2 separate regions of the Capsicum annuum genome follow, and region 1 is linked to region 2. A link is a contact called in public Hi-C data. All regions are on one chromosome and are shown on one strand. Each heading gives the region's core, a stretch centred on a gene start, on an enhancer-like site or on the middle of the called end of the contact. The rest is flanking DNA. Distances are from core to core; before and after follow the strand shown.

Region 1 (6,732 bases), core at 1,462-3,961, 160 kb before region 2:
ACCTCCCTTTAACGAGTTGAATTTATTTACAAAATAGGTCGATCTAGGAATTCAAACAAAGGCAAAGGAAAGTCTAAATCAATTGATTCAGTGGCCTAAAATACATTCCAAATTCAAGCTATAATCAATTGTATCTTTTTCCCCTTTGATACAGAAGGAAGAATGCCTCATTTAGTTGCTTGTAATTTAAATCAACTAGTCTTTTTCTTTATGTTTCTTTTTCTTACCTAAGGTAGGATTAGGTAAATGTAAATTGTGAGATGAGTGATCCATCACCTATAATATGTTGTATGCTTCAACTGAAAGTTATTGCTTTCTACATATAAATTTTTACAGAAGTTCACCAAGTGCAGTCACATTTGAAGCTTATTAATTGCTTTCTACATCTAAATTTTTACAGAAGTTCACCAAGTGCAATCACATTTGAAGCTTGAAATACTTCAAGATAACTCGCTCCTATATCTCAACATTACAAAGGAAACTACCTAAAACTCCTTTATCAAAGACAAAAAAAAAAACTCCACAACACCATCAGATATACATCTCAAATAAAGGGGTAAAACAGGCTGATAGGGATAAACCAACCACTACTCCTGCTGGAAAGCAGAATGAGAGAAGATCCTTGTGTTTCAGTGGCAGTTGCTTCTCTGGAGGGTAAACAAACAAGATCTGAAATCCAAAGAAGAAACAACATCTTAACTGTTACCTTCTCAAGAAAAAAAAAAACATCTTATAGTCCATTACAATGATACAATTCTAACTCCATGCAAATTAAACCCTACAAGAATCAACACCTGAGGCTCAAGGTTAGGTTCCACGCGTGATTGACTTTGACCACCAAGTGCGCTTCTAAATCTCCCTGGACCATCTAGCTTTCTTGAAAAATAAAGCCTTTGAAGTGCTTGAATATCACAGTTAGGATGGAGTCCAACAACCACCATGCTCTCAAAAAGCCTTGATGGCTCCTTCCAAACTCTATGATCCTACAAGCTTACATAATATAATTACCCCTCATAGTATAAATTGAAAACTACATTTAACCATCAAATCTAGGTGTTTCTTTTTTTTTTTTTTCTTTGGGGGGGGTGATAATGTCTTGTCATTCACCATCATAAAAACTTCAAGCTGGAATTAGTAATTAATTTGGAAAAATTAGATCTTGAGGGGAGCTTTAAATGGATAATTAAATTTCCTGCATTTTAGCATACAGCAGAAAGCTCCAGGGTTAGGCATATAGCATACCAGGGATTGCAACTGAAACCTAGCCCATTGACGCTTTTGGCTAGTTAGTATTTCCGGGTTGTAGGGTCCACTTTTAACTTCAGGGGGACTGGATAAGCCTTTCATTAATCTAGTTACTTGACGCTGAAATTTCTGAAGCTGACTACCACTATCATCTTTAGATGAATATACCACAGAAGGTCGTGGCGATCTAACGGCAGCTGCAGCAGCAGCAACAGCTCTTGCAACATCTTCCGTTGTTTGAAAAAAGGATGCACCCCAACCAGGGCTACCTGACTCTTCAATTTTCTCCATCTGCTCTCTTCTACAAAGAAAAAGCAAAATTAAACTCAGAGGAAGTGATTGCAATAATAAAAACTAAAGAATGCACACTTTTTGGTGCAGATTGCATGTTAAAGCACACCACATCGAAAACCAACTGAAGTAGAAAGCCAACCAGTGTAAGTTAGTCCTTACTACATTACGCATTTCAGATTTCACCAACAACAGCATCCTAACAAGGAGAACAACAGATTTTTCTTTTTTTCATTTTGAAAGAAATTCCAAGTCAATGCTAAAAAGCTACTGAAGAAGCAAACGGTTAAAAAAAAATTATTAGTATGATATCCTTTATTATTTGTCTAATTTCTTCTGATTAAGATATAGCTATGCATCATCAAAACAATGGCAAATCACTTACCAAATGTTCACACAGAATTTGCAAATACTTTATAGTAACCCAGCAGCCAGAAAGTATATTCCTTTAAGAAAAAGAAGATTTGGTTTTTTGATAACCAGACCAGCTTGTGTGCACCTAGACTAATGCTTGCCACCTCCCACCAGCATCAGGTACCAAGTAAGTCTATCTACCAAAACTAGGACACAAAAAATCTTTTTCATAGTATAGATCATAAAAATTTCCGTAAGGACTAATCACAAATTATTTTAGTCCAGTCCTTTTTCACTGTGCGCGTCATCAAGCAGAGAAAATTTCAAGTATAGCTCCATTTCTACTTCGGATCAATCAAGTATCAAATCGGTACAACAATTATAAGTACATCTAAGCTGAAAAAGGCACATAAAGTTGCCCACTTTTGTGAACTAAATCCTTAGTTAAGCTGCAAAAGATCCAACTTTTCACCGATAGACAATAAATTTCAACATCTAAAAATGAACTTGGGTTTAATCAAATCATTTAACAATCCAAATCAAACCATGAGAGAAAAAATACCAACAGAGAAAACAAAACGCAAACATCACATAGATCAAAATCAAGAAATACCCACATAAAATTATCTCAAGGAAATGAAAAATAAATAAAAAACGATAATAAAAATCTTACCTTTAAATTATTGTCAAATTGGGTAAAAAGTCAAGAGAAAGAGTGAAATGTTTTGGGGTATTTAACAGATAAAAGAAATAGAGATTTAGAGGGTGTTTGCATAGGATTAAAAAAATAAAAATTAAGAAGGTAGATGTTTGAGTTTTTTATTTTTTAGATTAAATTTTTTTTTTAGATTTAAGTAAAATATTTATTTTTTTATTGCTTGTATTTTCTTCTAATTTCAATAATAGCCTAAACTTTGTAACTGTTATTGATTTTTCTTTCTTTTTCTTTTTATTATTTTTTTTCATTTTTTTCCTCCAATTTTTTCTTTATCTTTCTCTTTTATTTTTTTTTAGAGAATCAATTATTACATAAGAAAACAATTAAAAATTTTATTATCAAATCGAGCTTGTGGTAAGTTCTTCTCTATCCGTTCATATAAAATCTTTACATGTTATTTAAATTTTAAAAATTGATTCTTTTTAATAGTTTGTTTCGTTCCTAAAAAATTTTTGTTGTTTACAAGTTGCAATATTACAATATATTACTATATTTATATAAAAAATATCTTAAAATTTTATTTTTTAATATTTAAAAATAAAAAAGTAACTTATATTTATAAATTAATCTAGCATAATCACTTTACGTTGAAAGTGTATTTAAATAGAAATTATTTTTGAAGTATTAGAATTAAAAATCATAAATAATTCACGTTGTTATATATTAACAGCTTTAAGAATATGTAAGTTATTTTGACAATAAAAAAGTGATTGACAACACTTGTTTACCAAATGCATCAACAGATTTTTTTCAATTTCAGCACTTTTATCCAAACAGTTATCTACTTAATTTAAAAGTACTTATTTTAAACTTTTAATCATTTAAGCTAAAAAATAATTTTTTTCATCCTATCCAAACGGACTCTTAAACAGATGAAAACAAGAGAGACTATTATAATTCTTGATGTTCAGATTCTGTGAAAAGGAAGAACCCCCCACCCCCACCCCCGCCAAAGAAAAAAGATGCAAGAAAGAAGTAGCATGTATATGTTTAATTTTGAAAGTTAGGAATGGAGTAGCACAAATTAATTTTATCATGTAGTGCTAAATAGCATTATATTATTTATTTATTAAAGATTTTCTGAGAAATACTAAGATTATACTTTATTGATGAAAAAATAGTGTCAGGACTAAGGAGGGAAAGGGGAGCCCTCGTATATGACAAATGACCAAAAAAATGAGCTCTGACGTTTTCTGTTTAAGCATTGTTTGTTTACCAGATATTGAAATTTAGAAATTAAATTAATTATTTTGGCCTTTTTTTTTTATTTTATTTTTTTTGAATTGTATCACTCTAACTTTATGGGATGTCCTCGATGGGAATGATTATTCTGGATTGTTTTTTTTTTGTTTTTGCTTTTTCAATTATTACTCTGAATATTTTTTTCTATTATTATTTTGGATTGCAGATAGTCATTCTTGACACATAATTATTTGACTTTAGTGATATCTAAGGCCCTATTTGGCTATGAAAATCATAATTTTTTGGAGTTGGAGTTGTGTTTGACCATAAATATAAATTAAAATTATTTTTAAAATTTTGTGAGAGAAGTATGAGTGAAAAAGGACTTGTTTTTATTTTTCTAAATATAAATTAAAATTGTATTTGAAATTTTCATGGTCAAAAGTATCTTGTTTTTTTTTTCACTAAATTGAAATAATTTTTATGGCCAACGACTATTAAATGCGTCAGAGGCGGATCTAAGATTTTAAGTTTGATTTTTATGGCCAACGGCTACTAAATGCGTCAGAGACGAATCTAAGATTTTAAGTTTGTGGGTTCCTTGAGCAAAGTAAAAATTCAAAAAATAAGGTCATTGATGGGGTTAGAAACCCACAACCGAAAGGGCAATTATATTCCAACAAGTACCTTACTTGCCACTAGATCAATAGAACACTTCATTATGAGTTCCTAACTTATAATTTTTATATATTTAATAGATTTCTTAATATAAATGTAAGATCCGCACAAAAGTTAGTGGGTTCTCGGGAACCCCCACATTAGCTTCTACATCCGCCCCTGAAATGCGTACAAGAATTTTTTTCTTTTAAGTTGTTTTTACTTTATCGCTTCAAGAGAAGTTATAATTAGTTTGTTTTTTAAGTTTGCCGGTGAGGGAGAGAGAGGAACAAAATTTTGTTTTTTTAATCTTTGTTGAAACCTAATTTTGTCCTCCCCATTTCAAATTAATTCTTGAGTTTCTCAATTAATAATTTTTAAATATGTGTTTTAAGTTATTTTGAAATAAATTCCAAGCCTACCTTTTTGAATTTGGGTAAAATTAAAATGTTTTGCGTTTAATTATGCGGGATCACGTAATTATCAAATAAAGGAAAAGATTTAAAATTTATTTTGAGTTAAAAGTTTGATTAAATAGCGAATATTCTACTTTTCTTAAGATTTATTGAAAATAAGAAACTGATGACATAATTAGTTTCTTTATTATTATTATTATCATTATTATTATTATTTTCAAAAATAATAAATGAAATAAAAAACAATAAATTTGTGTTTTATTAAATATTTATTTTGAAATTATTGAATTTGAAAAACTCATTAAATTAATTAAAAATTAATTCCATCTCAACTTTGACCAATTAATTCAATTGTAGCCATTTTATTCATATAAAATGATCATAATTTTTAATTAAACTCTCTCTCTTAAACTAAATTTACCCAACCCCATTTTTTCCCTTTAAAAAATTGGGCCGACCGGCAGCCCATAACACTCTCAACATCAGCCAAACACCACCCTCAGCCAAACAAGCCACAAACCCGGACCAAAATCCCATTTCCCTATTCCCTTATAACCCTTTAACCGTACCACAAACAACACTTCAACAACAACCGACAGCTAATCAACGCTGTAATAATAACGAACAACAGCGACAACCAGCGAGTCAACAACGGCAACCCCCGCCCTTTTACGATTTTGCCTTCATTGTACAGCCATCTATGGCTAAAATCAAATAACTTGTATCTCTCTCAGTCTATGATTCACAATTTTTGATAAGTAATTAATTACCAACGTTCCCCCTCTTTGTCTCATTATGAAATTCAAAATTCCTTAACAAAATTAACTCCATTTCAGGTTTCAAATTCGAAAAATCTTATTTCTTTGTCTTATAAATAGATGGTGGGGGGGAGAATTTTGGGAAAAAATTTGGAGGTTCTGGAGGTGCATGCCTCTAACCTCACGCAATCAAAATTCCTACAAAAACTAAACTCCGGTAATGTCACTGTAATTTCGATAGATGGGAATTGAGCTTGACAGTGGTGAAATCGTCGTAGACTCATTGTTCCGGTTCGCTGCCTGAAAAAGGATAAACACATTTTTCACTTTTAAATTTCCTCGTTGTTTCTTCTCCGTCTTCGCGCAAGTAGCGTGATCGTGGGATTATGTGATGTAGAGTCTTTGAAGGCGGGTCTTTGTAATTCTGCTGAGTCTTTATTTGATACAATTTGTTTGTGATTCCGTCGAGCCAATTCTGGCCTGTTCTTGATTTATTTGATATAATTGATATGTTTTTAAATTAATCTGATACTCATTAAATTGGCCTCGTTAGTGTTTGAAAAATTTGACATTTTTATTAAAATATTATTACATTGGTGATTTAACCATAAATTCTAACTTGTTTGCTTGTTCAGTAACTTTTCTCCTCAGTTTGGTGTTCAAATTTTAGTTGTGCCCTCTTTTCAACATGGTTAAATCTGCACCTTTTCATATGAACTTAGGTCATATTTGGATTGGATGATTTCTAATTGGAGAAATTGATAACAATTTTGATGCCTGTGTTAAACTTGACAATATGTAATAGTTTTCATAACAAAATAAGAGTTTGGACCTTGAAAAGAAAAAAAAGGGATTTGGATACCACCTAAACTGATGGAAGTTCTGAATCCATTAAATGTGGTTTAAAAAAAAAAAAGAATCTTTAAGTAATATTGTTGTTTACGAGAGTAGAGATTGTGAATATATGAAATGGCTATCTTTTGTTTCATATCTTCAATTCAAATTGTTTGATCTGGAGAAGTTGTCATTGTGAGAAAATGTAAGCTGCCAACTTGTTGCACAAGTATTTGCATATCTTTCCAGTGAAATTAAGGCTAATATAAGCCTGTGG
Region 2 (6,349 bases), core at 1,112-3,611:
CATGCTCTCTCGCAATAATATTGAACTCTCATTTTTTTTTGGTTTTTAGGAAAAATATTCAGGTCACGACATTCATTTTATTAAAGAAAGTATTTTTAGGCCAATAAATAGTTTTTTTGAACATCAGCCGAATATCTAAGTTGCTAAGCTCATCTTTTTAAGAGAGAAATCCATTTTTATGAGTCAACTAGTCGCACGTTAATTGCGAAAGTGTGAGAACGTTTATCTACTTTATAGAAAATTCGCAAATAATCAAGCACTATAAACACAAATAACAAAAATATGAAATCCAAATAACTAATAATAATTAAATACTATTTCAAAGGACTAGCAACAGAACGTGAATAATTAAAAAAGAGAATAGATACTAGACTCCTAACGGAGTTGAGTTTCTAATCTACGGTACTTAGAAGCTCCGCGATTCTAGTGGCGGTTGATCCGATGTTTGAATCAAAATGGAGTTTCGATTGAAACTCAAACTTCCGAATTTACATGTAAAATAAGAAAAATAAGGATTAGAAAACTAATTAACTAAAAATGCATAAAAATGTAAAGATTAAGAGAGACGTATGATTCAAAAGACATGCTTTTTTAAAGCAAGATGGGTATTCCAAAAGAGGAGAACGAAATGTCTATTCACTCTAAATTGTTTACATACTTTAACGGGGAAAGCTTAGGAAATATGATTAACATAAGCAATTGTCAAGACACCCACAGTGATAAAACATTTGAGCCTATTCATCTTAGATAGGCCATTTAAAAAAAGAAAAAAAAATTAGCAATAGACACGTTGAAGTCCCTCTTTTTTTTTCCGTCTAAACTCAAATTCAAGAAAATATAAACACACTTTCCATAAAGGTAAAAGAATATTCACCTTATGATGCAAATATAAATTCGAAGCCAAAGACGCAAAATCTCCATGAATCTTCTTTTTATTTTTTAAGAGAAGTCAACTATACACACTTTGGCAAAATTCAACATAGATCCACTAACTTTTCATGACCAGAGAGATTATGAAAATCATGTCTCAAACTCGGAACGAAAATGTGAACAAGAACTATTTGAAATCGAGGCACTAAACCAAAACACAACCCAAACCAAGCCCAAAACTAAATATACCATTTTCAATTTATCCAACAATAGGGAATACTTAGCAACATACTCGTAAAGGTGTAAAGAAAACACATGACAGCTATTGAACAAATGAAGATAAAAAAAACAACGTCAACATACATTTAAACGGAAATAAATTACATGTACACAAATCTATACATGAATAGACAAAATGAAACAAGGGAGACAAAGGCCGAGTAAGAAGAGATTTTCACATATCTTGCAGAATTTGACCACAAAATAATTGTGAAAATGGGAATTTGGGACGAAATCAAGTCTATAAATTCAAAATGGGGATAACAATATCAATATAAACTTGAATCCTATATAAGTACTATGTTCATGTATTTAAAGGCCCATATATTCATGAAACAGATTTTCAGACCCAAGATAACTTCACCAAAATCAGAATTATATTCTATCACGAAAACAACAACAAAATCTAGGATTAGAACAAAATCACATACTCCCATCCAAAAATGAGATGAAAGAAGAGAATGAAAGTGAAATGAAAGGGACGAATTTGTATCTTTTGTTGGGCAGCGATTGAGCCCGTCGAGTGTCCAGTTCTACACTAGCGATTTTGACTTCGATATAAACTCCAAGGGCTTCGAGAAGAACCGGAAAAGAAAATGAATTAAAGAAAGAAATAAAGAGCAAGTGAGGAAGCTATTGAAATGTTCTAGTGTTTGCTTTTGTCTATATATTTCTCTCAAAGGGATTCCAAAGCTTCCCTTTTATAGCTGAAAGAAGGTTCAAACGGCTCTGATGGAAGCTTCAAAAGTGAAAAATTTGAATTCTTGGGAAACTACTTTTTTGAGAAATAATGATGAAATTAGAGAAAGAAAAATGGATGGCTTACTTTTTCAAGCCGATTTGAAGGGGAGACGAGACAACTCGAAGGTAAAGCGTTCGGATCCATCGAATTAAACCCAAATCCGAGCGTCCTTCGAATTCTTTACTTCCCCATGAACATTAGTGGGGGAGGGATGATTTGAGAAAAAGAGACGGGTGAGGTGACAGTGGGCGGCTTGATTGATGGAGAAGTGAAAAAGTAATGGGGAGAGGTGGAAACTCAAAGGAAAATATCAATTTCCGGTGGTTCATAGGCTGCCATCGTTGGCAGAGAGAAAAGAGGAAAGAATGACGTTGAATGTTGTTGTTTTGGCGATGGAAGAGGTCCAGTTTGGTTGGGTTTTGACGATGAAAAGTTGAGGAAGGAGGATTAGGGGGCTGGTTCAGTCAGGTTAAAGTTGTCTTGGGCCGGGTTAGGTTATTTTAGGTCGGGCTGATAAGGTAGTTTTAGGTGTGTGAATCTCAAAAATAAATTTAAATTGGGATTATTTTCAAATTTTACCCCAAATATAAAAAAAAAATTAAAATAATATTTATCTATTAACTAGTATTTTTTTAATTAAATTACTCCAAATCAATAGAGTAACTACATAAATAATTAACATAATAGACAACAACTTTATATTTATATCTTTTAATATTTATTTTTTTCCCGTTTTAATTTTACTTTGAGTTTTATTTTTTCTTTTATCTTTTTATTTTTAATTTTTCTTAACCCTTATTTTTTTTCCCTTTTTTCCTCTCAACTTCTTTTGTTTCTTTTTATTATTTTGATTTTTTAATTTTCCTTTCCTCTTTTTTTTTTTCTTCTATTTAGTTTTTTCTCAATCCTTACTTTTTTTCTTTACACCTCTCAACATCTACTTTTATAAAAGATCTTTTTTATTTTTTTTAATTTTTATTTTTTATTTTTTTATTAATTTTTCTCGACCTTTATTTTTATTTAATCTTTTTTTTTTTTTAATTTTTATCAACCTTTATTTTCTTACTATTCTCTCTTAGCTTCTACATTTTCTTTGATTTTTAATTTTTTTAATATTTTCCTTTATTTTTTTTCCACAATTTTTATTCTTTTCGTTCTGTTCTTCGATTTCTTCCATTCAAGTTACATCTCATGAGAAAGAGTTGACACTATCACATTATAAAGGCAAGACTTATGACTTTCGAACAGCAAGTTACGTTTAATGGGTAAGAGTTGACACTACTACATTATAGAGGCAAAACTTGTGACTTTCAAACAACAAGTTATGTTTCATGGGGAAAAGTTAATACTACCACATTGTATTTTGATTTATGAGATATTTTATTACTCTTACCTTGGAGGTAAGACTTAGTTTAGGGACTTTCAAACAATAAATTATATCCTAGGACACAAGTTGACTCTATCACGTTATGTTTTCATTTATGAGATATTCTACAACTATTGTCTTTGAGGCAAGACTTAGCTCAAAGACTTTCAAACAACAAATTATATCCCACGGGCAAGAGTTGACTCTACCACGTTATGTTTTTATTTATAAGATGTTCTACGACTATTGTCCTAGAGACAAGACTTAGCCCAAGGACTTTCAAACAACAAATTATGCTCCATGGGCAAGAGTTAACTCTACCATGTTATGTTTTCATTTATGTGATGTTCTATAATTATTGCCTTTGAGGCAAGACTTAGCTCAAGGACTTTCAAACAATAAATTATGCCCCACGGGCAAGAGTTAACTCTACCACGTTATATTTTTATTTATGAGATATTCTACAACTATTGCCTTAGAGGCAAAACTTAGCCCAAGGACCTTCAAACAACAAATTATACCCCATGCACAAGAGTTGACTCTACCGCATTATGCTTTCATTTATGAGATATTCTACAACTATTGCCTTAGAGGCAAGACTTAGCTCAAGGACTTTCAAACTACAAATTATGCCCCACGGGCAAGAGTTAACTCTACCACGTTATGTTTTCATTTATGAAATGTTCTACAACTATTGTCTTAGAAGCAAAACTTGGCTCAACGACTTTCAAACTACAAATTATGCCCCACGGGCAAGAGTTGATTTTACCATGCTATGTTTTCATTTATGAAATATTCTACAATTATTGTCTTAGTGACAAGACTTAGCTCAAGTCCACAACAAATTATACCCCACGGACAAGAGTTGACTTTACCACATTATGTTTTTATTTATGAGATATTTTACAACTATTTTTATAGAGGCAACACTTAGCTCAAGGACTTTCAAACAACAAATTATGCCCCAGGGACAAGAGTTAACTCTACTACGTTATGTTTTCATTTAGGAGATGTTCTACAACTATTGTCCTAGAGGCAAGACTTAGCTCAAGGACTTTCAAACTACAAATTATGCCCTACGGACAAGAGTTATCTTTGCTACGTTATGTTTTCATTTATGAGATGTTCTACAACTATTGTCTTAGAGGCAAGACTTATCCCAAGGACTTTCAAACAACAAATTATACTCCACGGAAAAGAGTTGACTCTACCACGTTATGTTTTCATGTATGAGATATTCTACAACTATTGCCTTAGAGGCAAAACTTAGTTCAAGGACTTTCAAACAATAAATTATGCCCCACGGGAAAGAGTTAACTCTACCACGTTATATTTTTATTTATGAGATGTTCTACAACTATTGCCTTAGATGTAAGACTTAGCTCAAGGACTTTCTAATAATAAATTATACCCCACGGGTAAGAGTTGACTCTACCACATTATGTTTTTATTTAGGAGATGTCCTATAACTATTGCCTTAGAGGCAAGACTTAGCTTAAGGACTTTCAAACTACAAATGATGCCCCACGGGCAAGAGTTAAATCTACCACGTTATGTTTTCATTTATGAAATGTTCTACAACTATTGCCTTAGAGGCAAGACTTGGCTCAAGGACTTTCAAACTACAAATTATGCCCCACGAACAAGAGTTGACTTTACCACATTATGTTTTCATTTATGAGATGTTCTACAACTATTGCCTTAGAGGCAAGGCTTAGCTCAAGGACTTTCAAACAATAAATTATACCCCACGGCCAAGAAATTGACTTTACCGCGTTATGTTGTTATGCCCTTAATTTGCTTTGATGTACAAAAAAAAGAAGATCCCTTTACGGATATCTATTTTTTTATTTACTAGCAAAATAAAATAGAAGTTGAGAAAAAAGAAAAAAACAATCAAACAAAATAGATAAATAAAAAAAAGATTTAGAAAAAAAAAAGGCAAGACAAAAATAAAAATTAAGAAAAAAGCAAAGAATTTGAAAAATTGAAGAAAAATAAAAATCAAAGGAAAAAATAAAAATAAAGTTTGAGATAAATGAGGGGAAAAAGAGAAATGATGAAAATAAAAAAAAAAAGAAAAATAAAGGTTGAGACAAATGATATAAAAAAAAAAATGAAGAAATAGATAATGTTTGAGAAAAAAGAAAAAAGATAAAAAATAAAGGTTGAGGCAATTGAATTAAAACATGAAAATAAAATTTAAGAAAAAAGTAAAAATAAGAAAAATAAAAATAGAATTTGAGAGACAAATGAATATAAAAAGTTAAAAAATATTTGAGGTGTAGAGGACAAAATTGTACTTGTACTATATTAAAAAGGGAAATAGATAATGCTTGAGAAAAAGAAAAAAGAGAAAAAAATAAAAGTTGAGAAAAATAAATTAAAACATGAAAATATTAAAGGAAAAAATAAAAAAAAGTGAAAATAATCAAAAATAGAACATGAGAGACAAATGAGTATGAAAATTTTAAAAATATTTGAGGTGTAGAGATGATATTTGAGAAAAATCAGAAAAAAAAAAGAGAAATAATTAAAAAAAAATAAAGGTTAAAGAAAATGAATTAAAGAAGGAAAAAAAAATGAAGAAATAGATAATGCTTGAGAAAAAAAAAGGGAAAAAAATAAAGGTTGAGACAAATAAATTAAACACATTAAAATAAAATTAAAGAAAAAAATAAAAAAGTGAAAATAATAAAATATAGAATTTAAGAGAAAAATGAGTATGAAAAGTTTAAAAATATATTTGAGGTGTAGAGGGGCAAAATTGTACTTGTACAATACCTAAAGAGGAAGGAAGGCTAATTTTCAAAGACTTTTCTTTTTAGGGTCAAAAATCTAAAGTCACCCACATTTGGGTCTATGACATATAATTTCCTGGTTTTAGGCTGAAATAAATTAGTTATAGGTCCAACTACTGACTAGTGAATTAATTTGTTAGAATATTCCAATTTTACCCAATCATTTTCGCTTAATTAATTTAACCATTCTTGTTTCGTACTAATTAATTTTTCAAAAGTGTACACATATACATATGCATTTTCATATGTATACGTACATATACACAAACGCATGACTTTAAACATGTACAT

Evidence for each region. Hi-C and Micro-C count contacts between places; a contact is called where the count stands out from the background.
Region 1: a Hi-C map of placenta shows a contact between it and region 2, with 2.6 times the contacts expected there. The contact joins the promoter of LOC107877913 here to the enhancer-like site in region 2. A contact is called at or near these places in 2 of 5 Hi-C or Micro-C datasets (leaf and placenta).

What each region holds. Positions count from the first base shown.
Region 1 is chr7:54,416,738-54,423,469 of UCD10Xv1.1, reverse strand. It overlaps LOC107877913, which reads right to left and starts at 2,711. Exons shown (of 19, transcript XM_047393536.1): 1 at 2,564-2,711; 2 at 1,243-1,546; 3 at 795-983; 4 at 586-669. The coding sequence starts at 1,536.
Region 2 is chr7:54,255,378-54,261,726 of UCD10Xv1.1, reverse strand. No RefSeq gene overlaps it. Among protein-coding and RNA genes, the nearest start is that of LOC107877913, 160 kb to the left of the region's middle. Within about 2 kb of position 2,361, at least 5 of the 5 cell types and tissues checked have an H3K27ac peak or open chromatin away from gene starts, as enhancers often do. A contact at or near this core is called in leaf, where this site is marked.